7 separate regions of the Mus musculus genome follow, and all the other regions are linked to region 2. The links are chromatin contacts, called in public HiCAR-type, HiChIP or PLAC-seq and promoter capture Hi-C maps. All regions are on one chromosome and are shown on one strand. The core of a region is the stretch at or near the end of the contact, and the rest is flanking DNA. Distances in the headings are between cores, read along the strand shown. Region 1 holds the start of Tbc1d2b (TBC1 domain family, member 2B). Region 2 holds the start of Snhg5 (small nucleolar RNA host gene 5). Region 3 holds the start of Morf4l1 (mortality factor 4 like 1). Region 4 holds the start of Cyb5r4 (cytochrome b5 reductase 4). Region 5 holds the start of Prss35 (protease, serine 35). Region 6 holds the start of Rwdd2a (RWD domain containing 2A). Region 7 holds the start of Ctsh (cathepsin H).

The links. Promoter capture Hi-C pulls out the DNA fragments that hold promoters and counts their contacts. HiCAR-type assays count read pairs that join an accessible place to other places. HiChIP or PLAC-seq counts read pairs in DNA pulled down with a chosen protein or histone mark.
Region 1: a HiCAR-type map of astrocytes shows a contact between it and region 2, with 4 times the contacts expected there. The contact joins the promoter of Tbc1d2b here to the promoter of Snhg5 in region 2. A contact is called at or near these places in 2 of 39 promoter capture datasets (liver and pre-B cells) and 1 of 115 datasets of contacts at active chromatin or transcription factors (astrocytes).
Region 3: a contact with region 2 is called in a promoter capture Hi-C map of pre-B cells. The contact joins the promoter of Morf4l1 here to the promoter of Snhg5 in region 2. A contact is called at or near these places in 8 of 39 promoter capture datasets (the C10 cell line, the HPC-7 cell line, cranial neural crest and 5 more), 1 of 484 Hi-C or Micro-C datasets (B cells) and 3 of 115 datasets of contacts at active chromatin or transcription factors (astrocytes, large pre-B cells and pro-B cells).
Region 4: a promoter capture Hi-C map of pre-B cells shows a contact between it and region 2, with 7 times the contacts expected there. The contact joins the promoter of Cyb5r4 here to the promoter of Snhg5 in region 2. A contact is called at or near these places in 11 of 39 promoter capture datasets (the 3T3-L1 cell line, 3T3-L1-derived adipocytes, the C10 cell line and 7 more), 2 of 484 Hi-C or Micro-C datasets (B cells and CD4 T cells), 4 of 115 datasets of contacts at active chromatin or transcription factors (astrocytes, embryonic forebrain, forebrain and 1 more) and 1 of 9 other capture datasets (adipose tissue).
Region 5: a HiCAR-type map of astrocytes shows a contact between it and region 2, with 4 times the contacts expected there. The contact joins the promoter of Prss35 here to the promoter of Snhg5 in region 2. A contact is called at or near these places in 1 of 39 promoter capture datasets (liver) and 2 of 115 datasets of contacts at active chromatin or transcription factors (astrocytes and embryonic stem cells).
Region 6: a promoter capture Hi-C map of pre-B cells shows a contact between it and region 2, with 9 times the contacts expected there. The contact joins the promoter of Rwdd2a here to the promoter of Snhg5 in region 2. A contact is called at or near these places in 1 of 39 promoter capture datasets (pre-B cells), 2 of 484 Hi-C or Micro-C datasets (B cells and CD8 T cells) and 2 of 115 datasets of contacts at active chromatin or transcription factors (astrocytes and pro-B cells).
Region 7: an H3K27ac HiChIP or PLAC-seq map of microglia shows a contact between it and region 2, with 5 times the contacts expected there. The contact joins the promoter of Ctsh here to the promoter of Snhg5 in region 2. A contact is called at or near these places in 3 of 39 promoter capture datasets (hippocampal neurons, liver and neutrophils) and 2 of 115 datasets of contacts at active chromatin or transcription factors (embryonic forebrain and microglia).

What each region holds. Positions count from the first base shown.
Region 1 is chr9:90,269,272-90,272,730 of GRCm38.p6, forward strand. It overlaps Tbc1d2b (TBC1 domain family, member 2B), which reads right to left and starts at 1,498. Exons shown (of 13, transcript NM_194334.2): 1 at 1,081-1,498. The coding sequence starts at 1,440.
Region 2 is chr9:88,520,981-88,524,638 of GRCm38.p6, forward strand. Snhg5 (small nucleolar RNA host gene 5) reads right to left here and starts at 1,917. Exons shown (of 5, transcript NR_040721.1): 1 at 1,504-1,917; 2 at 1,327-1,401; 3 at 938-995; 4 at 670-736; 5 at 72-468. It overlaps LOC115487267 (a small nucleolar RNA gene), which reads right to left and starts at 888; the gene lies at 817-888. LOC115487269 (a small nucleolar RNA gene) reads right to left here and starts at 620; the gene lies at 549-620.
Region 3 is chr9:90,113,106-90,117,019 of GRCm38.p6, forward strand. Morf4l1 (mortality factor 4 like 1) reads right to left here and starts at 1,715. Exons shown (of 12, transcript NM_024431.3): 1 at 1,431-1,715. The coding sequence starts at 1,470.
Region 4 is chr9:87,019,998-87,023,676 of GRCm38.p6, forward strand. Cyb5r4 (cytochrome b5 reductase 4) reads left to right here and starts at 2,032. Exons shown (of 16, transcript NM_024195.2): 1 at 2,032-2,256. The coding sequence starts at 2,182. It overlaps Ripply2 (ripply transcriptional repressor 2), which reads left to right. Exons shown (of 4, transcript NM_001037907.2): 4 at 1-444.
Region 5 is chr9:86,742,227-86,745,994 of GRCm38.p6, forward strand. Prss35 (protease, serine 35) reads left to right here and starts at 1,407. Exons shown (of 2, transcript NM_178738.3): 1 at 1,407-1,580.
Region 6 is chr9:86,570,228-86,574,064 of GRCm38.p6, forward strand. It overlaps Rwdd2a (RWD domain containing 2A), which reads left to right and starts at 1,761. Exons shown (of 3, transcript NM_001145969.1): 1 at 1,761-1,830; 2 at 2,610-2,836; 3 at 3,747-3,837. The coding sequence starts at 2,636. It overlaps Pgm3 (phosphoglucomutase 3), which reads right to left and starts at 1,615. Exons shown (of 13, transcript NM_028352.4): 1 at 1,503-1,615; 2 at 1-180. The coding sequence starts at 178.
Region 7 is chr9:90,052,685-90,056,378 of GRCm38.p6, forward strand. Ctsh (cathepsin H) reads left to right here and starts at 1,583. Exons shown (of 12, transcript NM_007801.3): 1 at 1,583-1,950. The coding sequence starts at 1,866.

The DNA of each region.
Region 1 (3,459 bases), core at 248-2,747, 1.7 Mb after region 2:
CCCCCCCTCCACCCCTGTTCCCCCAGTCAGACTCTGCTGAGTCGACAAAGCTCTGAGAAAGGGCTTCAGGGAACAGCTCCAGCTGCTGCACGGTCTGCAGAGCTCAGGAACAGTTGCATGCTCACAAGGCCACTCTCCACTTGGCCAGCTTTGAGAGGGCTGCTGCTTCAAGCCCAGCCCTGTGGCTCTGGAGAAAGCCCAGCTTGCAAGACGGAAGAGAAGCCAGAAAAAGGAGGGTGGAGACTCAGGGAACCAAGCGGGGAGCAAGGCCCAGAGTGAGAGGCAGCCCAGCCCTAGGCCAGGGGTCCAGGCCCTTGGGTGCTCCAAACAGGACCATTCCTAGGAGATGTCAAGGTCCTGGCCTTTAGAACTCTCAGCAACAGGGAAATGCTGCCCCGGGACTGGTGACCATTGCCAAGCCTCCAATACTCAAATCTCTCTGGGGAAGCCTAAGGAAGCCTCCCATAAGCTGAAGCAACCCCTCCCACCTTTTCCAAGAAGCAAGAGTGGGCACTGCTGGAGTACCCCGACCTCTCTAGAGGGGGCTGTGGCAAATTAGTTCCCGGGGCCCTGGTATCACTTGCCTCTGGCTATAGCACTCAATGTACCATATTTACTAAACACTTGAGAGTGGAAACCACTTAATCCCAATACTGTTGTCCCCACTTTACAGAGCAGGCAGCTGAAGCACAGAGGGGTCTTTCAGAGGACCCAAGGTCACAGGAGGAGTTATAAATTAGGCAGGGATGGAGGGTGGAAGCCTGCAACTGTGGGAGGGTCTCCCACAGCATCCAAGGAATGGTGAGCGTGGACACAGGAGGGAAGCGAGGAAAGGCGTATCGGGAGATAATGGGTCAAAGTGTCAAAAGATTAGCTGTGTAACCCCCAACCCTGACTCAGCCTCATAGTCCAAGCACAGGTAAAGGGCAAAAAAAGATAAGAATGAGGAAGGAATCAGAGTAGGCAGTGGCAAAGAGAGGCTTGGGCAGGACAGGAGGAGGCCTTTGGGACAAGGAAGGAAGGTGGAGGGGGAAATCTGCTGACGGGACACGAGTGGGCACCGGGGCGCGATCGTCCCACCTTGAGCACGGTGACTGCACCGGCGCTGTGCACCTGGAAGTGTGTGGGCGGATCTGCTCCGGGCTCCGCAGCCTCATCGCGGCCCTGGTAGCTGAAGCAGGCGTCGGCGATGTCCAGGTGGCCGAGCGGCAGAGCGTCCTGGGGACTCTTGAAGTAGTAGAGGTAGCAGCGGCGCGAGTCAAACACGAACCAGCGGCTGCGGTAGCCGCGCAACGGGCCCTTGCCCGACAGCTTCTGCAGGTAGCCGCACAGCCGCGAGGGCTCCCGTCCCGCCACCGCCCCAGCCTCCGAGCCTGTTCCCGGTACCGCTCCCTCACCACCACTGCAGCTCTCCTCCACGCCGTCCCCGGCCCCCGGCATGGCCTGCCGCCGGCGCCCGCGCCCGCGCTCCCGCCCCGCGCTCCTCCGGGCCGCCGCCGCAGCGCCCACCTCCCCGCGCCGCGCCCTCCGCAGGGCCGTGGCGCGCTGAGCAGCCTGGGACTTGTAGTCCCGCCCCCGCCGCGCCCCCGCAGCGTGGGTAGCCTGGGTTCTTTAGCGATCCAGGCTAGCTCCACCCGTCCTCTACTAGTTGTTTTTTTGGGCATTCAAGGTCCGCCCTATCCCGGGAGAAAAAGTTCTGTTTCTTTATGCGAGCGTGGATTCCACGAGTGGGTTTCTAAAAAAAAACTAAGGAAAGTCTACTTAACACTGCCCTGAACTCCGAATAAGCTTTGATTTTAAAATCCGTGTCCAGCCAGTCATAGGCTCATACTACGAAAATGAGAGCGCCTGTTGCCTGGTACAGAGTGGGTGTTCGGTAAATATTTGTAGAGTTTGTGAATGGAAGCCAAAGTATGTACTGCCTCTCTACATCCTGGTTTGTTCACTGAATGAAAAAAAATTTATGGAGGGCGTTCTGTGTAGGATTCACACACTGGAGACTTGGCAGTGACTTCCTAGCCTCATGGAGATTATATTCTAATAAAGCACAACAATAATTCACACATTTTAAAAGGCAAACAAATAGAAGTTGTTTTGCTGCACAAATGCCCTTATGACCTGGAAATAAGGATGGTTGCTTAAAATACCACTGTGCTGGTAGTGTTTTGTTGTCTTGACCCAAGCTATAGTCCTTTGGGAAAAAGGAATTTTAATTGGGGGGGGGGGGAAGCTGGCAAGTCTGGGAGGCATTTTCTTGATTGATGATTGATGTGGGAGGGTCCAGCCCACTGTGGACCGTGCCACCCCTGAGCAGGTGGTCCTGGATGAAGTAAGAAAGCAGGCTGGGGAAACAGTGACGGGCGAGTCATAAGAGGGCAAGCTGTGTGGAGCAGTCCTCCATAGTTCCTGCTTCCAGGTTCCTGCCTTTTGGTCATGGTTCTTTATTACAGCAATAGAGACCCTAACTATAAGACATCACTTGCCAGTGATTACTTGAGGGTGTCGGGAATGTAGGACTGAGACAAGCTCTCTCCACATAGCCTGGGCTGGCACTGAGCCTTGGATATCTTCCTGCCTCCACCTCCCAAGTGGTAGGATTACAGGAATGTGCTAGCCCCACCCAGCTTCCTAGTACTTCCTGTATCAACTTATTTGAACCCTCAGAACAACCTCACAAGGTGTTTTTAAGTGCTTAACAAAACAAAACATAGTAAAAGGATGGAGTTTGTAAAGGAAGATGAAGGTAAGCTACTTTTGTAGGTTGGTCAGAGGAGGCAGATCTTAAGAAGTGAGCAGAGACCTACGTCAGATGGGAGGGGGAACGGTAACTAGAGACTGAGGAGGGGAACAGCATTCCAGGCGAAGGAAGGATGAGTACAAAGCTCACCTTTCCCAAAGAGAAGTAGACATTCTAGTTATATTTGTGAGGACATATCAAATATACCACTAGAAGAGGGTGCATGATCCCATAGAGCTGGAGTTACAGATAATGGTGAGCTACCACGTGGGTTCTGAAAACCAAATCCAAGACCTCTTCAAGAGGGACTAGTGCTTCTAGCTGCAGAGCCATCTCTCCAACCCTATGCACCCCCTCTTGCTTATTTTAAATTCGTGCATGTGCGAGTGCGCTCTCTCTTTCTGGAGCGCTCACTCGCATGTGCACGCATGCGCACACACCCCAGAAAAGACAAGGACACCAAAGTAGACTGCCCATTTGAAGCTTAGATCAGGCTGTTTAACTTCCTTTTGTGGCAGTCTTTTGTTTACTGCCATTGTTATTGTCATTAGTGTTGCTTCTTCCTCCGTAAGCAGATCCAGAGAGAGGAATCTGTCAGTCTTACCGGTCTATGTGCGCAGTAGGCTAGAGTCCTTTGTGCTTCGTGCCAGCTGGGTTGCTCCAGCGAGTGAGGGGAACCAAGTTCAATCTGAGCCTCACTCTGTGGATCCAAGGGCCTATGA
Region 2 (3,658 bases), core at 667-3,166:
ACAGAAGTGGAATGAACCATGTACCAGGGCACTCTGGTTAATCTTCTGACACAAAAAGAATTGAATAAATATTTGCAATTGAATGTTTTTTATTTCAATACTCCCCATTTTATTTCAATCACTGCCAGAATAAGGAAATAGCTCATAATGATGAACTGCAGCTTTATAGTCAGGATTGCATTCAGTCTGTACAGCTGTGTCTGTCAATCAGCTCACCTATGACCTTCACAGAAGAGAACACTGTCGAATGGATTGTCAAAACAATCCATTTACATACAGCCCACAAAAAAAAAAAAGTACAGGAATCAACTCTGCAGGCCACACCAGATGCTGTCCTGATAGGGACAGCTAGAGACATGTAGATAGACCCCATCTCAAACATCCCAGTACTAAGACTGCATTTTTTTGTCTATGCTTTTTCTGGATGGTCACATCTAGTTTTCATTCGCACGTCTTGTGTCACTGGCTCTAAAATATAAAAATAAGAACACAGGCATTATGTTACTGCCAACATTAAAGAAGAACACAATAGTCCTTTGCAATGGTCCATCTCAGAAGCCAGATCCGTAAGTATGGTTTTTCAACAGGAATTCAGGTTCGGGATAGGATCATCATAGACTAGACCAACGACAGTAAGCTCAGCAGAAAACAAAACAGAGCACCACTCACATGCACTCCTGCTGCAGGATCTTCACAGGCGGACTGGCATCTCTCGCAAGTTCTTGTGTCACTGGCCCTAAAATATAAAAACAAAAACACAGGCATTACGTCATTGCCAACATTAAAGAAGAACACAATAGTCCTTTGCAATGGTCCATCTCAGAAGCCAGATCCGTAATTATGGTTTTTCAACAGGAATTCAGGTTCGGGATAGGATCATCATAGACTAGACCAACGACAGTAAGCTCAGCAGAAAACAAAACAGAGCACCACTCACATGCACTTCTGCTGTAGGATCTTCACACGCAGGCTGGCATCTCACTGGTCAGCATTCACTACAGAAAGAGGTACCATGACATGCTATGAGTAAGAACTGCATTAACAAGACTACCACTTAAACACAATGGTCTTCTCTCAGAAGCTGCATTTATCTTCAGGTCATCATCTTCGGGATGTATTTCATCACTGTTCTGACCCGGTATGTCTCACAACTGTTTGTACAATCAATTTGTACACCATGCATTCACAACAGTCACTCCAAATTGCAAAGGCCAGAGTAGTTTGGCCAGGACTACTTCACAATACATTTCCAGGAACCCGGATTCTTACTTCACAACGGTATGTTTGCATGCTTACAAGGGAAAAAATCTAGGCTTCAATACACACCCTTTAAAACGGTCATGTTTTAAGCATGTTTCTTTCATTTATCAATTCTCTCAGATGCTTTGGGCTCCCCTCCATCTAATATAATGAAAAATCAAAAAACAAAATTTAAGCATCACACATCACTTCCTATTGCACTATAACAATATTCTTAAAATATAGAAGCTGCATCGCCTTTACCTTGGTTTCTTCTTGTAGCTGCTTTGAAGACGCGAAGAACAATGGCGCCATTGTCCTTGTGAACGTGCATATAATAGGATGTCTCTTTCGGTGACTCTAGTACCTTCGGAACAGCACAAAAGGCTGCAAACCCTGCTGTAAAAACCTACCCACGCGGGGACTCAGGAACTAGAACGCATGCGGCCTTCAGTCAGGCCGCTTAGTACGAATCTCACTGGGGCCCAGACTCCAATCCCGAAATATCATTAGCTGCTGCGCACTTCTCCGAGGAAGTTTACACCAGTACCCTAAGTTCAAGTCTCAGAAGCCTCCAAATCCTCGTTGCACCCCTATATTTCACTTGGTCATCCGACTGTAACTCACTCACCGACAAGACAAAGAATATCTTAGGCTCCGTCGTAAAAGAACGAGCCCGGTTCACCGCAGCTCCTTTTATAGTCTCCTTTGTGCGAGATCGAGGCTGCCCCTCCCTCTGTCACTGATTGGACGCGAGAGTACGTGGGGGCGTGGCTTTTCATGAAGCAACGCGTGGGAGCGCGCGCCTTGGACCTCTTTTTTTTTTTACAGGCCATTCCGGGGCGTGGTGCGCGCCGCCCGCCCGCCGCCGCGTGCATCTCCGTTGCTGCGCGCGCTCCCGCTGGCTCGCCGCCACCGGTCTCTTCCGAGTCTGGCGGGGTGGCTCAGCTCGACGTGGCGTGGGAGTGGCGCCAGAATTCAAACGAACTGCCGCAGTTGGAGGCGAGGTCACCGCCTGCTTCGAGCCTAGTCGACACGGACGGTCGGCGGCAGGGAGTGGCCTTGACTTCGCCGCGCAGGCAGCTTTGAGCGCCGCTGGTGGAGAAGCTTGGTTGCTACGGTGGCCAGCGCTGCGCTTGTGTATTCAGCGGGGCAGCCGAAGGGACCTGGGAGGACAGAATTACGCGGGTGAAAACCGAAAAGCTCTCCGTTTATCCTTCCTGCATTCTGGGGGTGCCGCTGGTCTGCAGACAGCCATGCTGTCCAGTGCAGGCTTATCCAACGCCTGCTTGGGCGCTCAACCAGGTCCAACACCAGATTCCCCCGCCCCCCCAAGTCTCCCACTCCGGGAAACAGACACTAGTGACAGTTATACTGTCAGAATGCTGAGAAGTTAAACATTCCGTTTCACAGAGGAGAAAGCAAGTCAAAAGCCGCCAGTTGGCCTAAGGTCACATAGCTATCCTTTGCTATTTTTTAAGTTTCTCCCTTCTAAATTATCTGCAGAAAAAAACTTAAGACTTCAAAGGTCAAATATATAATTCAAAGTAATTTAAATGTATGGATACACACATTTGGATATTTTAGCACTTGGAAGCTCGGGTCTTTATTTTGTAGCATTTTTTACTAATTATGTGTGCATTTGCTGTCAGTTTACATTAACAGTTATCCTCTGATCACCATACTTATAGACTGTGGCATGCATGCCCTCACACACATCATGCACACATGTGATAGTAATGGTAATAAGTGAATAAAAGCCGTTTGGGTAAGAACATCACATAAGGTTTGCCATAGAAAGAAGGTAGGGAATAGAATCACATGGTAAAAGCTTGTCACAGCATCTGGTTAAGGACTGTGCCTCTGGGCTACATTTCAAGCCTGTGGTCTTAATTTGGTTCTTTTTAAATCTATGTGCCCAGGTACACACATGCATGCAGAGGCTGAAGGGCAGCCTTAGGTGTTATCCTCGCAAGCACCATTTATTCCCTTTTGAGATAGGGCCTCTTACTGATCTGGAGCTCAGGAATCAGGCTAGACTGGCTGAGCACAAGTCTAGGAGATCCTTCTGTTTCTGCCTTCCAGCTCAGAAATTATAAGCATGGGCCACAACTAACATTTTTATGTGGTTCTGGGACTCAAACAATTATAAGTCCCTAGGCCTGCAAATCTAATGCTTTATCTATTAGAACCATCTCCACAGCTACAGTATTAGGTTTTTAAAGTTTTTAGATGAATGTTATCTTCAAAATGATTTTAATATGTATTTTTATTCTTTTTTTTTAAAGGCTCACCTTATTTTATCTATATGAATGCACTGTCGCTGTCTTCAGACACACCAGAAGGGGGCATCGGATCCCATTCCAGATGGTTGTGAGCCACCATGTGGTTGCTGGGAATTGAACTCAGCACAAGCAGT
Region 3 (3,914 bases), core at 465-2,964, 1.6 Mb after region 2:
GCGCAGGTCTCCACACTCCCTGAACCTCCACTGGGTATAGAGCAACACCCCGTTCCCCATACACACACAAGAGTTTCTCTGTATAGTTCTGGATGTCCTGAAAAGCTCTAAGTAGACCAGAATGGCCTCAAACTCAGAGATCCGCCTGTCCTTGTACATCGATTAATTAAAACGTTTCGATTTGGAACTTGAGACTTTTAAAAGTCTGGCACTTTACTGGTTAAACATCCTAGAACAGGAGTTACGCAAGCGCCTGGACCCAGCATGTATGATGATAAACACAGACGGCCGTATCTGGCAGTAACAAGTTTAAAGTGTTCCTTTTTATGCTTATAGTTTTATTTCCTTTAGTATATCAGTAAATCACCTCGACAGATGAGTTGTGAGAACCGAGTAACTGCTTTCCATTAGCAGTAACCGTTCATCAGCAACGTTCTCAGTCAAAGCCAACTAATAAGCGTTAGCTTTCAAATCGCCATTAAAATCGAATACTACTACAACCAGTCAAGCAACTACTGTATTTAAAAATGACAAAGAGGCCATGCATCTCAAGATGGAAACGCCCTAAGGAGGAACTAAAAACTGTTTCCACGAGAACCGCTCGGCAGAGCACAGAGTACTTAAAGGGCCCTGGCGCACAGCTCCAAAAACAGCAAAACGATGCCCTCAGGCAACAGCAAGCCTAGGAACTCGCTCGGGCGGCTCCAGTTTTATTTTTTTTTCTGTCCCCACCCATCACTCAGAGGCAAGAGGAGGAACTGGTCTGCGCGTGATCGCCGTGCCAGGGGGCGCTGCATCTGGCCCGAAGCTGCGTGTAAGCTGCGAGACGCCGGCAGCCATGATGGCGCGGCCATCTTGCCGCGGCCATCTTACAACGCAGTTCTCCCGCCGCGGGGCGCACAGCCCACCCCCCATCCCCTGTCCTCCCAACAGCAGAACTCCACACAACGCCGAGACAGAGCCGCTCGTTTGTCCAACAGCCTCGAACCTTCGGCCCACAGTCGCCCGCGCGGCCCGCGGCCGAGAGCTAAGCGGGGAGGATGCGCTGCCGCTGCTCCCCTCCCCCACGCCACATCACCTCCCAACCGTCGCCGTCGCCATCGCTCACCCGCCCGCCGGGCACCTCCCTTCAATAGACTTTCTCCGCTCTCGGAAAAACAAACAAACAAGCGCCGAGGCTCTGCCACACGCACGGAGATGCCCTCGGCCCTGGCCGTGGCCGGGGGCTCGCTTTCGCGCCACCGAGCACTGTCGCGGATGACGCACTGAGATTACCCTCCGCAGTGCGCCTTTCCCCCTTACAAAGCAAGGCCTGCACGGTTTCCCCCGGCCGCAAGCCCCGCCGACCCCGACCCCCAAACCTCCAGCGCCCTGAGTCAGCCTCTCTCCCGTGCACCGTTAGATGCCTCTCCCCAAAGCGGCACACTCACCCTCCTGGAATTTCGGCTTAGGGTCCTGCTTGGGCGCCATTTATAAGTGATTCGCCGCCTCCTCCTTCTCCCACCACCCCCGACTACCGCCCCCTACTCTCTACCCCACCCAACTCAGCGTCAGACGCGCCGTCGGCCACAGCCAGCTCTACATCCTGGGCGCGATTTGCCAGCGCCGCCTGACCTCACAGCACCGCGACCCGCGCAGCCGCCGCCTCAGCCAACGGCTAACCGCTACGCACACAAGCCTGCGCCCGTGCCGCCCAGAGGCATGCCGGGATTGGTAGTTCGACCTCGGATGACGCCAGCAGGGTGGGGGAGGGGAGTGGGAGACAATTGCCCCCCCCCCACGCCCGCGATCCACCACCGCCCCTGTCCCCAACCCCAGCCCTCTAAGTATCCAGACCCCAGAGGCTTGTTAAAACCCAGATTTTTATTTTCTGTAGGTGACAAAGAGGAAGGAATAAGTAAATCACTAGCTAGTGACGAAAGGATGGGAAAAACTCAAGGGGGGCAGATGCTTAGATAGGAAATGAAGCCAGGTAAATGTGGTGGGGTGTTGAAGTGGCCTGAGGACAGGACTGTCTCTGCAGCCTGAGTTCCACGGCATCACCAGGACTTGGCCTAGGAGAGCGCTGGAAGCCAGAAATGAAGCTAGATGCGAGTGAGAAGGTGATCCTCTCCAGAAGCTTCGGTGTCTAGAAAGCCATGCCCTGTTTGAGGGAGTTGGGGGTTGGGAGGGGGTGGGGGTCCGGTTCCCATGACTATTTGTAGATTGCAGCTTCTGACTCTTGAAGTACTTAGTCTCACTAAAGGGGGCAAACCTGGATTGCTGTCAAAGTCAAGGTTCCATACTTAACCCCTTTGTACCATCTTTTGCCATCTTATTTCTTTGGGGTAGTATTGGATGTATACTCAAAAAAAAAAAAACCCAACCCACAACAACAACAAAACCTCTCTTCACATTGTTCCTATGTTCAAAAACTCCTTAATGTACTCTGCTGTGAAATAACACTGTACCCCTGTACCCACTAAATTACATGAATTGCACACAAAGGATCAGAGCTGTTAATTAGGGAGATAAGTCAGAAAACAGTCACCCTGATATTTGAAGCCCTTCCACACTTTGTAGCTACCTAATTATCCTAGGCAAACCTTTATGTCAAAGCCTTTTCTCTTTTCAACAGAGTCTTACTAAATATATTTAACCCTGGCTTGCCTGGAACTGGCTATATAGACTGAGAGGACCATGAACTCACAGTGTCTAGCTCCTGAAACTCTGTCTCTATTTTTTTTTCAGTTATTTTTTTTTTTTTTTTTTTTTTTGAGACCAAGTTTCTCTGTGTAGCCCTGGCTGTCCTGGAACTAGCTCTGTAGACCAGGCTAGCCAAAACTCAAACATTTACCTGCCTCTGCCTCCCAAGTGCTGGATTTAGAGGTATGCACCACCAAACCTGGTTCTGATGTACTTTAAACTACTTTGTGAAAAGTTTTCTCAGGTTACATTTCAACCAGCAAGTTGAGGATACCTGTTTTCCCACATCCTTGCCACACATGTTATTTCCACTCTCTGATTTTAAATCAACAGAAGTATGTTGTGCAGAAGAAGCTAGGTATAAGAGTGAACATTTTCATCATTGATTCAAAATCAGGACAGCAGCCAGGCAGTGGTGGCACATGCCTTTAATCCCATCACTTGAGAGGCAGGCAGATTTCTGAGTTTGAGGCCAGCCTGGTCTACAGAGTGAGTTCCAGGACAGCCAGGACTACACAGAGAAACCCTGTCTCGAAAAACCAAAAAGAAAAAAAAGAAAAAATCAGGACAGCGTTCAATTGGATGTCCAGGGTGGGTAGAGGGAGATAAATATGAAAGAGGTACTTTTCCACGGGTAACTTTGATGTCTCCATGATGTCGCCCCCAGAGTGATAGTTAATGTTTCCTTTGCTGTTCATTGTTGAACCAATAAAGTCCTGTTAAGTACAAGAAGAAAAAAAAAAGGGCACTAAGGAATCTTGGTTTTTAGATCTTTTATGATTACGTGAATTTTGGGGCATGTCCAAACATACACATAAATTAATAATCTTTACCATATCTACATTATACCTTAATAACAAATTTTAAAATTTATTTATTGTGTGTTATGCAGCTGTTGGAGGTCAGAAGACAACTTGCAAGAGTCAGTTCACTCCTATCATCTGGGTTCTGGGTATAGAACTGAGGCCATTAACCTTAGCAACTGGTCCTTTTATCCGTGGAGTCAGCTCAACAAAAATATGTTTATGGTCGTTTAGAAAGATTTCATTATGGGCTGGAGAGATGGCTCAGTGGTTAAGAGCACTGACTGCTCTTCCAAAGGTCCGGAATTCAAATCTCAGCAACCACATGGTGGCTCACTACCATCCTTAATGACATCTGACGCCTTCTCCTGGTGTGTCTGGAGACAGCTACAGTGTACTTACATATAAAAATAAATAATAAATAAA
Region 4 (3,679 bases), core at 782-3,281, 1.5 Mb before region 2:
GTTATAAATATTTGTGATTCACAAAGAATACTTCTGGTTTTTTTTTTATTAAATCACAAATTTATCTTTAGTTATAATTTTTCAAGGAACTATTTGGTTTTTTTAAAAGACCGGCTCTTGTAATGTCTGGTGTTTTCTGCTGATCTCAATTGGATGTTTAGTTACAGATGATATAATCTTGGCAGTTAGTGAGGAAAACTGGGTGCTGCTACTATTCTCACGGATATTAGTATTTGTTTGCTTGCTCATAGGGAAATGCTTTAAGTAATTATAGTTGAGAAAGAAAAACAATCTTGGGTCACTTAAATCTTAAGGACTGTAATTAAGTATGGAGTAGTGTGACTCTCACTCTGATATTCTCCTGTTGTCTTTAATCTGGTGTTCAGTACTTTCTGTATATGTTGAAGGATTCCTATAATTAAAAAAAAAAGGTTTAAATTTGAATGATTTGTACAGAGTCTAAAAACGGTGAGAACATGAAGTTGCTCTCTTTTCTTTTGTCCTGGATAAAGCTAAGATTTGGAAGACATAAAATTCAACATTATCCACTTTCCTTTTGCTTTAGTTTCCCGCTCACAATATTCTCATATAAACATCTTCTTCTGGGGAGTAAAATAAATCCTCAGTGACTGATTTTTCTTACATAGGCATCACAGAAGAAAACTTATTCCATACTTTAATGAGATGGACGATGGACTTGCATGGTTAGGGTGACACAGTAGATTATGCTCATGAAGTCCTTTTAGTTTTTATATAATCACCTGCTCAGCAGTTCAGGTGCAAACAAACATATTTTATTAATCTATAATCTGAGCTACTTGTGAGGATGAGGCAGGAGAACTGCAAGTTCAATGCTTGTCTGACAATATACCAAAAATATTTTCCTGCAGTATTCCAGAATAAAAATGGGTAGAGGTGGAGATGAGAGGTAATTAGCTAGCTAAGAAATGTCCCGTGCTTGAATGACTAAGCATATCCACAGACTCTCTCATAATATTAAACCACATTATCACAACTTTGACTCCCAGGGACTCTGGAAACTACATAGCTGGAGTAAATGATGTGTCCAGAATCAGAAAAAATTAGAACCCCACAGAGAATGGGATGGGTTATTTAGAACTACTCTTTGGGAAAATGTTCTCTTTCTATTGGATTCCACCCTGTGGATCTGTGTATTTTCCTAGCAAAAAGAAAAAGCCAATGTATCACTAACATGGACCCACAGTGTTAGGAATTTCTCTTGTTAACAAATCAGGATAGTATAAGGTGGCCTGTCTTTTGTTACATGCCTATTAATATATACAGTATATGGTTTAGATATAGCCATTTATTTCTTACAGAAACCCAAGCCTATACAGACAAAATGTTCCTTTAATAAAAAGTAGCGTGCATAGGCCATTAAATACAAGGATGACACCAAAACCAAATCACTCTATTTAGGAGTGAGCTACTTGTAGATTTCAGGGAAAGTGAAGAGTTATGGGAGGAGGAAGAATGTGTGAGTGTATGGATAGAGAAGGTCTTCTGGAAACGTCGTCTGGAAACGTCTTTTACTCGTTTTCCAGACTGGTTCCCCAAACGTGACGTTTCTTAACCCACAGCAGAGGCTGCTTGAGTTCGGCTTCTTAGCTCATGAAACTGTGAAGTCCTCTTTCCTAGAGCTTAGTATTTTACAGGAGAGAACTATTCAGCAGTCTGAACGTTTTGATAGTGTTGTTTTCTTTCATATTTCAATTGTTGTTTATCAAGAGACAGGCACTGGTCTTCTTGTTCTACCAGAAATAACCCTCGGCCTCTATCAGCACCAGGGCTGGGGAACAGCTTCACTCTCTGATCTTTCAGCAGAAAGCTGTCATTTCCTTGTGGTGCTGAAGTTTAGGACCAAAGAGTAACTGAGCATGCGCTGCCCTGCCCCCAACCCCCGCACAGCCACCCCTTCCCAAGCCGGGCGACCGGGCTCACAGAGTGAGTGAGCCTTTCCTCTGACTCCGCCCCCGCCCCGCCTCTCGTGAGCGTGATTGCGTCACGACGCGCCTGACCCCTGGCGACCCCGGAAGTGGGTCGGGGGCTTGGCCTCGGCCGGGCCAAGGAGCCCGCACGGACGGTGGTGGGCGCTGGGGTCCCACCAGGGCAGCCTGTCCGGTGGCGGAGCCCGGATGCGGCCCGAGCCGGGGGCCCAGGATGCTGAACGTCCCTTCCCAGGCTTTCCCGGCCCCCGGCTCCCAGCAGCGCGTCTCCTCCCAGGGGCGCAGCAAGGTAAGTGGCGACGCCGTTCGTTCGACTACTAACTCAAACGCCCTAAGTGTGTTTGAGCTGCTGAAGTTGGCCGCGGTAAGTCCACTCGGCACCCCGCTTCCGGCATGGTTGCATTTCTGTCTCAAGCTGTCCTCTCCAGTCTTTTGTTCTTTACGGTCAAAGATCCAGGCTGAGCAGTGGCGGTGGCTAGGGATGATTGGAGTCTGCAAACCTGCCGTCAGATTTAGTGCCACCTCTTCAAGTCGCACTCCTCTGTGTATACGGTAGCCAGTGGTTCCAGCACTGCCTCATCTGTAGACACCCCTGGTTGATTTTGAATCTGGTACCATGCTCTTGTCTATTTGTTGAATATGGTTACTGTCAGCAGCAGGTGGAAATACAGATATATAGTTGCAAAATTCAGTACAAATTGTGTAGTGTATTCATTGCAAGGCGAATGCTCTTATGTTATTTTGCTAGTTCCTTATTCTGTAACCACATCTTGGTATTTTCTTTTGAGACTTCTGTCTTCTTGGGCTACTCGATTCCTTTCTCGAGTTTTATTTTATATGACTTTGAGACTTTCCATTCTTCTCCACTTAGATCTGAGGTTTTGCCCTTAGATCAGAAAAGGAATTGAGGTTTTCATTTATTTTTCAGAAATGTCTGTCCCCAGCTTTAATCATACATAGCACTAAGATGTTTTGTGGGCTCACTGATGGCCATGTGTATCTGGAGTCCTTTTCCTTTGCCCATTGAATCTTCACAGTTACCCTGAAGCTAGGGACGTTTACTATCTTCATTCTTGGTAAAAAGAAATAGGTTGATGAAAGTCTGCTATCAGTCACGTAAGCTTGTGATTATGACATTTCCTTCATTGCTGTGTGTGCGCCTCTGCTCACCAGCCATCAACTGGGTATCTTGCTCTCTCTTTAAGCTAAGTGCTTGGCTCCATAGTCTAAGGTTGCCCTTTGTAGAATGAGAACGTCAGTAACTGACTTTCTTCATTAAAATGGCTATGTTCTCAGCATTCATTTAAAGGAGAAAACTTCTAGGCAAAGACAGCAAGTTCCTTAGATGCGATAGCAGAAGTAAGTTTTGTTGTCCCCAAAGAGGGCAAAGTAAGATCTTTGTGTAATTTAATAGGACCCTCAGGTAGGATTAATTTCTTTGTTATGAAATGAGACAATCTCGAACCCTTGAGAGGCAGAGTTAGGACTGCATAAAACAATGAAACAGTCAGATAAAGTTTTCAAAAATGGAACTCAGCCAGATAGGCTGATTGTTAAATTGTTAAAAGTCTAGAACTTTGGAGTAGGAAAGAGATGTCTTTCCAAGACCCACTACTTCATCGCAGTCACATTCTGGCTCAGGTGTATGTACGCGTGACCAGTTGTTGTTGTTGTTGTCTTGTTCATAGGCCTGAGATGAGACTTTTCCATAG
Region 5 (3,768 bases), core at 157-2,656, 1.8 Mb before region 2:
TAACCAACCAACCCACCAACCAACCAACCAACCAATCAATGAATATAGTACAAAGAACCAGTTGTTCCATGATAGACTAGGCCTGTGAACTTATTTGATTCTTTGGTGCTATGAAGGTCAGAACTGACAGAGGTAGTTTATTTTATTTTCCTCTCCCTCTCCCTCTCCCCCTCCCCCCCTCTCTCTCTGTGTTGGGGGGCTATGGAGGTTAGTCAGGGGGCAGTTGTGAGCACAGGCTCTGAGGATGAAACCTTAAGTCTTGGGCATGCTTACGTGAATGCCCCATACACTGGACTACATTCCAAATACAGGACTCGGGGTTTCTTTTCTTTGCTCCAGACCTGCTTCCCAGTAAAAGCTGAAAAAGTAAAGCTTGTTGTGTTTTATAAAAAGGAAAGAAAGAAAGAACCAGGATATGTTTGGTAGAGTGAGGTATGGTGAGGTGGAAGGGGGTGCCTCTGTGGGTCTATACTGAGGCATCCTTTCCCCCTGAGAGACCAGTCACATATATAGTATATGTGTGATATAGTATGGAGTAGAGTTTATTTTGGGCAGGGGGAAGGGAGTTTAGGAGGGAGTAGAGACAGAAAGAGAGAAGGGGGGCAAGGAGAGGAGAAGAGAGGAGGGGAGGGGAGGGGTGGGGAGGGGAGGGGTGGGGAGGGGAGGGGTGGGGAGGGGAGTGGAAGGGAGGAGAGAAGCCAGCCATGAACACGTGGAGAGAGAGAGAGAGGTGGGAGGGGAATGTTGAGAGAAGGGTACAGAGAGGGAAGAGAGCAAGAGGATAAGTAAGGAGGGGGCAAATAGCCCCCCCCTTTTTTTTTTACTGAGTCAGTCATACCTAGCTGTTGCCAGGTAACTGTAGGGCAGAGCCTAGAAGGAATGCTGACAATGCTTTCCTCATACAATCTCCATCCCAAAGGAGTGCCCCATCCCGAGGAGAGAAGAAAGGAACAGAAAGAGTGTGATGGGAATTCTGTGGAGACCGGAGTGGGAGTATGCCAAACTTGGCTCAAAATAAAGCTACAGAAGTGAATCACAGGAGGCTGCACAAGTTGCTCCCTGGGTGTCCCAGTGTCCCAGCGTAGGCTCCTCACCTCTGCCTTTGGCCTTAGATGGAGACTCTTGGGTTGGAGGTAACCATAACCTTTACTCCCTTCGTGCTAATACTGATTAAGTTGGTTTAGGCATGCTGGCCGCTCCTCCTCCTCTTGTTTTTGCTGCTTTGTTTTTAAAACATTGGTTAAAACACGCCCTGGGTGCCTACATTCTTGCGAACCCATTTAGAGTTTTTTTCTAGCTCTTAACCATCGGTGTGCAGCAGGGATGCAGTGGTGTGTAAGCAGGATCCGCCCACCCCTCCCCTCTAAGTCAGCGTCATCGCCCCTTCCCCTCCCATCTCCAGCCACTCAGTGCAGCAGCCCCACTCTCGCCTGGTCCCGGACTCGGGGAAGCTCCGCTGAGAGGACCCTGCACTCTGCTGCCCACTAGGCTCCTGGCACCTTCCGTAGCCAGTGTCTGCATCCACCCGGATCCTTGCTGGGCAGCGCCCCTGGGACGGGAGGATACAGTAAGCATCTCAGGTAAGGATGAACTCACTGCACAGGAGGGCACCCTAGAGGCTGGACCACTCCTGAACAAGGCAGGACCCACAGGAGGAACACAGAAAAGCACTAAAGAAGGGATCACAGGCTGGCTGTTTTTTAGAGATCAACCACCCTTCTTCCATTCTGAATGAGTAACGGCCACTGCAAGGTTAACATCCGAGGAGTGAGTGATGTTTGCATTGGAATACAAATGGAATGCTTTCTGCTTAAACAGTACCAGAGGGGACCCTCTTTATTTTTGTGATTATTAACAGATGTCACTGGAAAAGGTGTAAAAACTTTTCCTGGAAAGAGGTTTGTCTCTTCCCTAAGTTGCTGCCGAAGTACTTTCTGCCTCTGTCTGCCTCATTCTCTCTCTGTCGCCCTGCCCTCTCTCCTCTCCCTTCTGCCTGGGTAGCGAAATGAACAGTGGAAGACCCGTGGGACGAGGAGGTGAGATGAAGTGGAGATCTTGGGCTTGCTTTAAAGGACCAGCCAGGGGTGAGTGGATTGAAAAAATAACCAAGTATTGAGAATTACCAAAGCTGAGTGAAGGGCACATGGAGATTAAATATTTCTCTTGCCTCATCTGTGTGTTGGTGTGTGTGTATGTGTGTCTGACTGTATGTAAGTGTGTGTTAGTATATGTGTAAATATGCATGTGTGTGTACGTGTGTGTATATATGTCTGTGTCTTTCTGTGTGTGTGTGTGTCTGTGTCTGTGTATGGGTGTGTGAGATCTTGAGACCTTTTATAATAATAAGAATTTTTGGAAAGTTGCAGCAACTCCCAAGCCTGATTGATCTGACTTCCATACCATCTTCAATTTGGAAAGTCGCTCTTCAGGGCTGAGGAGATGGTTCAGCAAATAGAAGGCTTTCCTCACACACATGAAGACCTGAGTTTGGATCCCCAGAACCCACAGAAAACCAGAGGAGATAGAATACATCTGAAATCCCAGTGCCCTATAGCAGATGGGGAGAGAACATAGGAGACTCTGTGAAAGCTTCTAGGGGGTTAGCCTGGCATATGACCACACTCAAGGTTGTCTTCTGACTTCCATGGGGTTCCATTTACTCACAAGAACCAAGGCGTGCACACACATGCAGAAAGATGTTGTCTGGTATATCAAGTCTCTTCTTCCCTGTCTTTATTAATTTTTCTGGCTTCTGACATCCCCCCCTCCCCGCCGCCAAGTTCATTTGTACAGAGAATTATAAAAGTCATAACTTGCTGACTGGAGAATTGTGTTTAAGATCTGGTTTATGATTTAGCAGAGAAAATGTTAAAATCCTAGCCAAATAAGAGCCAGGCTAGAAAGTGCCAATCAAACGGTGCATGGGATTTCATTTTAGAGAAGACTCTCATGTGAGACAGTTCTATGTACATTTCTTTTCCACTTTTTTTGCAGATATTTTAAAATATGAGAGCCCTCAGTATGTGCTTGGCTCATCACACGTGAAGCTGCTACTGTGGGTCAACTTTCTCTACTGAATAGACTGCCTTTCTTTCTGTGCCCAATTCTCAAATATCCAACAAATCCATTTTAAATAGAAGCACCGGACTCAGGAATTCTGGAATGCTGGAGCTCCTTCACCTTAGACACGACAGATGGGAAATCTGAATTGGGAACATTAGGAAAGACCAACATCAACTTAGTTTACAAATCATTATTTTATAATTTTACATTTCCCTACAGGTAAACTGATATGTGATTAGCGAAATACACTGTGACTACCAAAGATAATGCATTTATTAACTATTCTTTGCTGAAGATCCAACTTAAAAAAAAAATAAAGCGTAGTCAAGAGTCATGTACGGTGCACCTCATATGCCAGCAAATGAAGGATCACCCTTGGGGTTACCTTAGTTCCATTCACCTCAATTTGATTTACACACAGCGAAACATTTTATAAATTGAGATGTACGTATCCTGCAGAAATAGCAGGAAAAAAAAGAAAAGAAAGGGAGGCTTTAGTTTTTATTGTGATGAGAAACAGAAGTTGTGGGTTACTGTAAAATAATCATCTGAGTAACTTTACCATCTTCCTTTCCCTCAAGGACTGCCAAACTTTTAAAGCAGACATTGCTCTGTCTCCAGTCCTGAAGCTGAATTTGAAAATAGTGCTATGGTATGCGGTATTTTGAATAGCCATTGGCACATTGTCAGTGAACCCTCTAACTG
Region 6 (3,837 bases), core at 511-3,010, 2.0 Mb before region 2:
TGACTCCAATGGTAGATCTTGTTTGCTTTGACCGCAGGACAGCTAGCAATCCCATTCGAAACATGATATGATCGAGATGCTGGGCATTGGTCCGAAATCCAGCAGTCCCATACTGAAGAATGAGCCCCTGGGGCTTGGCATGGAGTGCCGAGCGCTTACACACAGCCTCCAGATCCATGCCTACAAGAGTAAGAAATAAAAGAAGGGAAAGCTTTCAAGTACTGCTTGGTAAACTGCCAACTCAATGTAGCACATTTGTTTCAATGGGACCCTCTCCAGAGAACCACTTTTGGGAAGGCAGGGAAGAGAAAAGGAGACCCTGGAGTTAAAATTACCCAGAAGCCCCTGCCTAAACCATACCCTCCAGGACAGACTCGGGAGAGACACCAGCCACTGTCCACTCCTATTCCACTCTGTCTTCAGGATGAACTGTCCTAAAGTAATGCCATCACACCATCATTTTATGTTACAGAAGGGTCAACTCCCGGTGTGGGCCTCGGTTAATCATATAAAGTCTGGTGTGCGGCCAGTGAAAGGCTGAGGCTGAAGGTCAGAAACCTGGAATCCGTGTGGCTCTTTTGCTGTTCCTCTCAAGCTAGAAAGAAACAGTCCCAAAAGAAAAACAATGGACAGTCATTTCCTCTGGTCTGAGACCCAACCCCACCCCCACCCCCATCAGCTAGGCCATCTCACAGAAGCCTCACCAATCTCCATAAAGACAGGCATGGCAGCCTTCTAAAGTAACATCAAAAACAACTAACATCTACCATGCTACTTCCAACCTGTCATTTAAAAACAAGTGAGTGTGGGATACCTCCAATTCATTCAACTCGGGTTTTCCACTTCGGCCAGCGGTGTATTTGCAGAGCCACAAACTGTACTTCCTGGGTCAGCTCTATCCTAGTTTGCCCAGAGAGGGGGTGCTGTCCCTCCGCTAACAGCCACACCTCCTCGCTTTATTGTCCTTCCTTGCTTCTATACACAACACTACCAGAAGTGTGGGGAAATGTTTGCTTTTCTCCGGTTAGTAAAATAGATCATTCCCAAGCTACTTTAGTTATCAAACTTTTGTCCACAAGGACGAATATAATTTTGTAAAAAAAAAAAAAAATGACCCGTTGGTAATGTATCCCTATTATTCATAGGGGCGTCAACCACTCCTACGAAATTCAGAACTCTCAAAGGAAAATCACAGTCATAGAACAACGGCATGCTTCCACCCTTTAATGCATTTGGAGTTCTCGAACTAATTTCGATTAGGTATGGCAATGTTTATTAAAAGCCCTAACAGTGTTTGCTTCTTTCATTCAAACTGCCACCCTTGGGGATGCATCCTGCTCCGAGCTACTGATTGACTCGCGGCTCCGCGCACTACAGCGCGAGGACCTCAGGCACCTGGGCCGCGCGCAGCGTTGGATAGGTAGGTCCGGCAGTCATGCCCCAGCCTCAGCTGCCGATGAACCCCCACCCACAGCGGCCCGGCATTCTCCACGCCCGCTCACCTAGATCTGGAGCAAGAACGTTCTCTCCACAGGCGAGACGCGGCCGCGCAGTGCGCACCAAACCAACTCTCTCAGACCTCGCAGACGTGGCCCAGCTTTGCTTCCGGCCCGACGCCCCGCCCACACCAATCACAGCCCGGAAGGGCCGCTGAACCCGCCCCTGCACCACCAAGCCCCGCCCCGACCAATCGCGGCGGGTTGGTGTCTGTGGCCCCGCCCTATGCGCCAAGCCCCGCCCCCCAGCCGTCCGCGCGCTGCTCGCGCCCGCGGAACTGCGGCTGCGGTTCGGAGCGGGTTCGGGGCTGCTTGGCTTGAGTGATCTGAAAGGGTGAGGCTAAGGCGGCTAAGGCGGGCCGAAGGTTAGCTCCCGGGGTGGACAGCTGCGCCTTTCAGCCTGGGCCTCAGGGTCCCGGGTCCCTAAAGAACGGGAGCGTTGACGTCCCTCCGACCACCGAGATCACCTCCCAGCCCAGCCCCTGCCAGGCGAGGTCAGCGTCATCCCCGCGGGTCTTCACCCGCTTAGCCCTAGGCGTCACTTTATTAAGTGGAAATGGCTGAGACCCCTCCTCCCAGCCCCTGGCTCTGCGGTGGCGTCCCTATGCACCTGCGCGAGATGCTGCACCCCACTGCGGTCCGGGGAGGCTGTCCTCCGAGGGGGCCTGCGGATGGGGGCTGGCGGCGGGGATGACCTAGAGCCCTCCCCTCCGCACTGCAGGCATCCTTCCTAGCTGCGCAGGCTTGAGATCCAAGTGGGATTCCCGGGCCGGTCCCTGGTTTTCCCGGGATTGAGGCTGACCAGGAATACAGGTGTTTGCAACCACCGGCCACGAAATCTGTCACCCGAGCACCTGTTGAAAGCGCAGACTCCAGAATGGCCGGCAAGGGTGGGAAGGAGAGACAAGGATTCTGGGGTTTGAGGGAGCATTTTAAAGGATGTTGTGCGTACTAGATTGGGGGGGGGGGGCTAGGAGAGAAATCTAAAGTGTATGGATGCGTGCCCGTAGCTCTCTACAAACAGCGGGACTGCCTCTTAGAAAAGGGACCTTGGGAAAATTTCCTGGACACCAGTCGTCATTTACAACCCCATTATTTCTGGGCCTTTTCCAGGTTTCCAAGCCGGCTGATTTGGAGACATGTCAGGGTCAGTAAAAGAAAGCCTTCAGCTTCAGCTGCTGGAGATGGAAATGCTGTTTTCTATGTTTCCTAATCAAGGAGAAGTAAAACTCGAAGATGTAAACGCCCTAACAAACATAAAGAGGTATCTGGAAGGCACCAGGGAGGCGCTCCCACCCAACATCGAATTTGTCATCACGCTCCAAATTGAGGAGCCCAAGGTGGGTGCTTTCATTGGTCCTAAGTGTTTCTGGGTGCCTATCGTGTTTTGCTTTTAATGTGTATGCGTGTTTCCCCCTCATGTATGTCTGTTCATCATGTGCATGCAGTGCCCCCTGGAGGCCAGAACTGCATGTGGGAACCTAGAATTGGACCCTGATCCTCTGGAAGAGCAGCCAGTGCTCTTAATGGCATAGCCCCAGGTATCCACTTGTTAACTGGAAAACCCAAAGCATGAGCTTCCTGTCCAGGTAACAAATAGACAATTTCAAATCCCAGGATGCGTTTGGAAGGAAAATGTACCAAACATGAGATGGTCCATAAATTCAGACAGACTTTAATGAAGTTAATGAGTGTTTAGGATTTCATCGGTTTTCAATGACACTGAATGTGCATAGTAACTACACATACAAAACCTAAATGTTAAATATAAACTTACCTCCTTGCTCTGGACCCTTTAGTCCTAGGAACATTAGCAGAGCAGGTACCATGTGGACTGGACATTTAGAAGAATGTTTTCGCTCTCCCCTACGAAGCCTTCAGTTGTCCTTCCCTCAGACCATTTTATCTCCTTAATTACACACTTCAGTGGAACCTTGAACTTCTCCCACAGTAGATTCTGCCTCTCAAATTGAAATGAAATTCTTGCTATGTGTGAGCATGGTCTCCCTCAGGAAGCTCCGGTCTGAGGCAGGAATCTTGTCTGACTTCATCACTTCCTGTTCCAGCACAGGACACCCAGCACACGTCGCTGGTCGGCGGTGGTTAGGAAAGCTGACTGCATACGTTGTTCAGTGGCAGGCAGGCCCTTGAGAGTCTCCATGACTGTTCCTATCGTAATCGTGCAGTTGCCATGATAAACTAGCTCGTGTGATTTCTCAGTATTTAAATCTATGTCGTTTTTATTTTAAGGTGACCATTGATTTGCAAGTAACCATGCCTCACAACTACCCATACGTGGCTCTGCAGCTGTTTGGACGGTCACCTGAGCTTGACAGACAAC
Region 7 (3,694 bases), core at 333-2,832, 1.5 Mb after region 2:
GGCAGTAGACAGAGGGGAGGTTCCGGCCAGGTGGTGTTGACCCAGACAAGATAGCCCTGCTTGTACAATCAAGCTGTTCTTAGGACTGTCTTAACAACAGCCCTGTCTGTTCTGCTTTGTTCTCGGCCCCAGGCCTAGACTCATAGACAACTCTTTTACATGAATTACAAGATACAAAATCTCATTTTCTTTCAGAAACACATTGTCTTAGTCAGGGTTTCTATTCCTGCACAAACATCATGACCAAGAAGCAAGTTGGGGAGGAAAGGGTTTATTCGGCTTACACTTCCATACTGCTATTCATCACCAAGGAAGTCAGGACTGGAACTCAAGCAGGTCAGGAAGCAGGAGCTGATGCAGAGGCCATGGAGGGATGTTCCTTACTGGCTTGCTTCCCCTGGCTTGCTCAGCCTGCTCTCTTATAGAACCAAGACTACCAGCCCAGAGATGGTTCCACCCACAAGGGGCCTTTCCCCCTTGATCACTAATTGAGAAAATGCCTTACAGCTGGATCTCATGGAGGCATTTCCTCAATTGAAGCTTCTTTCTCTGTGATAACTCCAGCTGTGTCAAGTTGACACACAAAACCAGCCAGTACACACATCAAGTCAGATATCCTAAAATGGGAGCCCTTTGCACACTATCTGTCCTTGGAGCCATACTCCAGGCCTGTCAGAACCGATCAGTGTAGATTCAGTGTCCACATGTCCAGAGTATCTGAAAGACGTGCCTTTGTGTGGTGGCTTTTGGTTCGGTTTGTCTATTTGGCTATTTGGGGGGGGTGGGGGGGAGTGTGTGTGTGTGTTTATAGGAGTACTAGGCATTGAACTTATTCAAGGCTTATATGAGAGCCTTGTGCATGATGGACCATGCTCGCTGAGTTACATCCGTAGCCTCAGGGCTTCTTAAATAGAATTCTGAAAACTGGTCAAAGCCACTAGACCAGTAGTTTCAACCTCATTTTATGGTGATCCCCAAACCATTAGATTATTTTTGTTGCTATGTCATAACTGTACATTTGATACTATTATAAATTATAATATAAATATCTGTGTTTTTCGATGGTCTTAGGTGGCCCCTTTTAAAGGGTCATTTGACCCCCAGGTAGAGAACCACCTTACTATACTTAATTCTAAAAGACTTCTGGAATCTCTTCCCCCGGCACTAGAAAGACAGAATCTGACCAAAGAATCTCAGGAGAGGAAGGTCATTCTGCCTTCATCAAAATGCCATGGGCTGCCAGGAGAAACTTGTAAAGGAGGCTGAAACAGGAGGGTTACAAGTTCAAAGACAGCCTGGGCTATATGGGGACTGTAAGAAGAAAAAAAGAGCCAGGTGTGGTGGCGCACACCTTTAATCCCAGCACTTGGGAGGCAGAGGCAGGTGGATTTCTGAGTTCAAGGCCAGCCTGGTCTACAAAGTGAGTACAGAGAAACCCTGTCTCAAAAAACCAAAACAGAAGAAGAAGGAAGAAGAAGGAGGAAGGAGGAGGAAGCAACGCAAATGCCTGGAAGCAACCCAAATGCCTGTTGGGGGTGAGCAGTCCAGACAGCCCTCTGGTTAAGTCATTTCAAGCTATAGGGAAGGCCAGGGAGCTATGGTTCAAGAAACCTTCACGGAGACGGAGTTACCAGAGATGGGGACAGACAGGAAACTGGGGATTAGGCTGCGCTTCCTCCCACTTGGCAGGGACTAGCCTTCAGGGTCAGACCCTGAGAACCCTTCTTCCCAAGAGCAGGAGTGTAATGGCCACAGGGGGCAGGAGAGGAACCATCATCACCTAGGCGGAGGCCAGAGTCGCCCCACCTCCTTTCCACAGGCTGGGCTCAGAGGGCACTCGGTGGGACCGGGCAGTGAGCGCCGAGATGTGGGCTGCGCTGCCGCTGCTGTGCGCTGGGGCCTGGCTGCTGAGTACTGGGGCCACCGCCGAGCTGACCGTGAACGCCATAGGTAGGAGGGAGAAAGTGGGGCGCAGGGCTCCGAGGGCACCGGAGGGAGAACAGGGACGGGCTAGTCTCGGGGGACACGCGTCTTGCGTGATCCGAGGAACAGGCTGGCAGGTACCTAGAGTCCTTTTGGCTCAGATCTAGATACAGAAGCCTTCAGCCCCTTCTGCCGGACAGCTAAGGGCACAAAACTTTCCTGTCCCACCACGGGAGGGAGCGGGACATCCCAGCCTGTACTTTCCGTGGACTTGGCCTCCCCGGGGATCGCCCTGCCTGGGTTATTAGTCCGACTGTGCCGTGCTGGGGTGACTCCCTGCCCTGCGGAACATGGGGCACCCACAGAAGTTTTAACCCTAGCGTCTGTGGTGTGCCTGGAAAAAGCTGGCTCGGGAAAGTCGCCTCAACTCTTGGCAAAGTGCAACCGCAGGAGACTAACCAGTAAATATTTTACTGTGTACAACGTTGGTCTCTGTAGCAACTCCTAAAGGCTACAAACGAACCTTTGGAACCTGTGGAACGAACGCAGCTACGGGTAGCTGGTTCTAATAGATGTTTATTTATGGACAGTGAAAACAGAAGTTAAAGCGCGCCAGCCATTTTTAAGTGTAAAGAGCCGGTCAATCAAAGCCCCTGGCTGAGAGTAGATGGTGGTCTGGGATTTCCTAGCCCTGCTGATGGTCCTTCCGCAGGACACACAAAACTTCCTTTAAAAAAAAAAAAAAAGATTTTATTAGCATATATTAATTGTACTTAATAATAAGTTTCATTATTACATTTTCATGAGTGTTTATAATATATCCTGATATATTTCAGCCTTCATTACCCTCTATTGTTCCCCCTCCCATTTCTACTTTCTCTTACCAGCTTGTCTTTCTTTCTTTTTGGTTTTGTAACTCACTGGAACTAGGGCTTTCAGAGAGAGAGATAAATGCCACGTAGCAAATTCATATTGCTGTGCTGACTTGGGTCTCTGGGGATCTCCCGGGCAGTGTGAAGACATCCCAAACGATCCGGACTCAGACTGTATCAGCGAAATCAGTCTAGAAACTTAGTCTCTCTCTCATTTTCTCTCTCTCTCTCTCTCTCTCTCTCTCTCTCTCTTTCTCTCTCTCTCTTCTCTCCTCTTTTTCTCTTTCTCTCTCTTTCTCTCTCTCCCCCTCCCCATCCCCTTTTCTCCTCATTCCTCCCTCCCTCGTATCTTTCTGTGACCCTCTGGGCTTTATTAGGGTTATCAAAAACATGGTCACCTTACCTTACCAGCCACTACACCACTGAAGAAAATGTATCTTTCCTTCCGCGGCCAATCCCCCACCCCCACAACTATTAACTAACCTATAAATCCTCAGGCAGAGATGGGACCCTGAGAGCCCCTCCAGCCTTTTTGGGTTTCTGTTTTTAATTCATTTACTAGCCAAGGATGACCTTGAACTCCTGATCTTCTTGTCTATCCTCCAACTACTGAGATTCCAGGCATGTGTCAAGCCCTATGTAAAAACATTCATTTTAAAGAGATAGCTCAGTCTGTAAAGCCCTTAGTATAAAGGTCTGAGAGCCAGAGTCATCCCCCAAACTGTGTAAAAGCTGGTCAGACATAGCAGCTACCTGTAATCACTGTATTCAGGAGGCAACAATGGAAGGGTTTTGGGGTAAACAAGCTACCTAGACTACCTAGAATCGGTGAGCTCTGGGTTCAATTAAAGACCCCTTCCTCAGTAAAGTGGAGTGCAAGAAAGGAAAACTTGGGACAT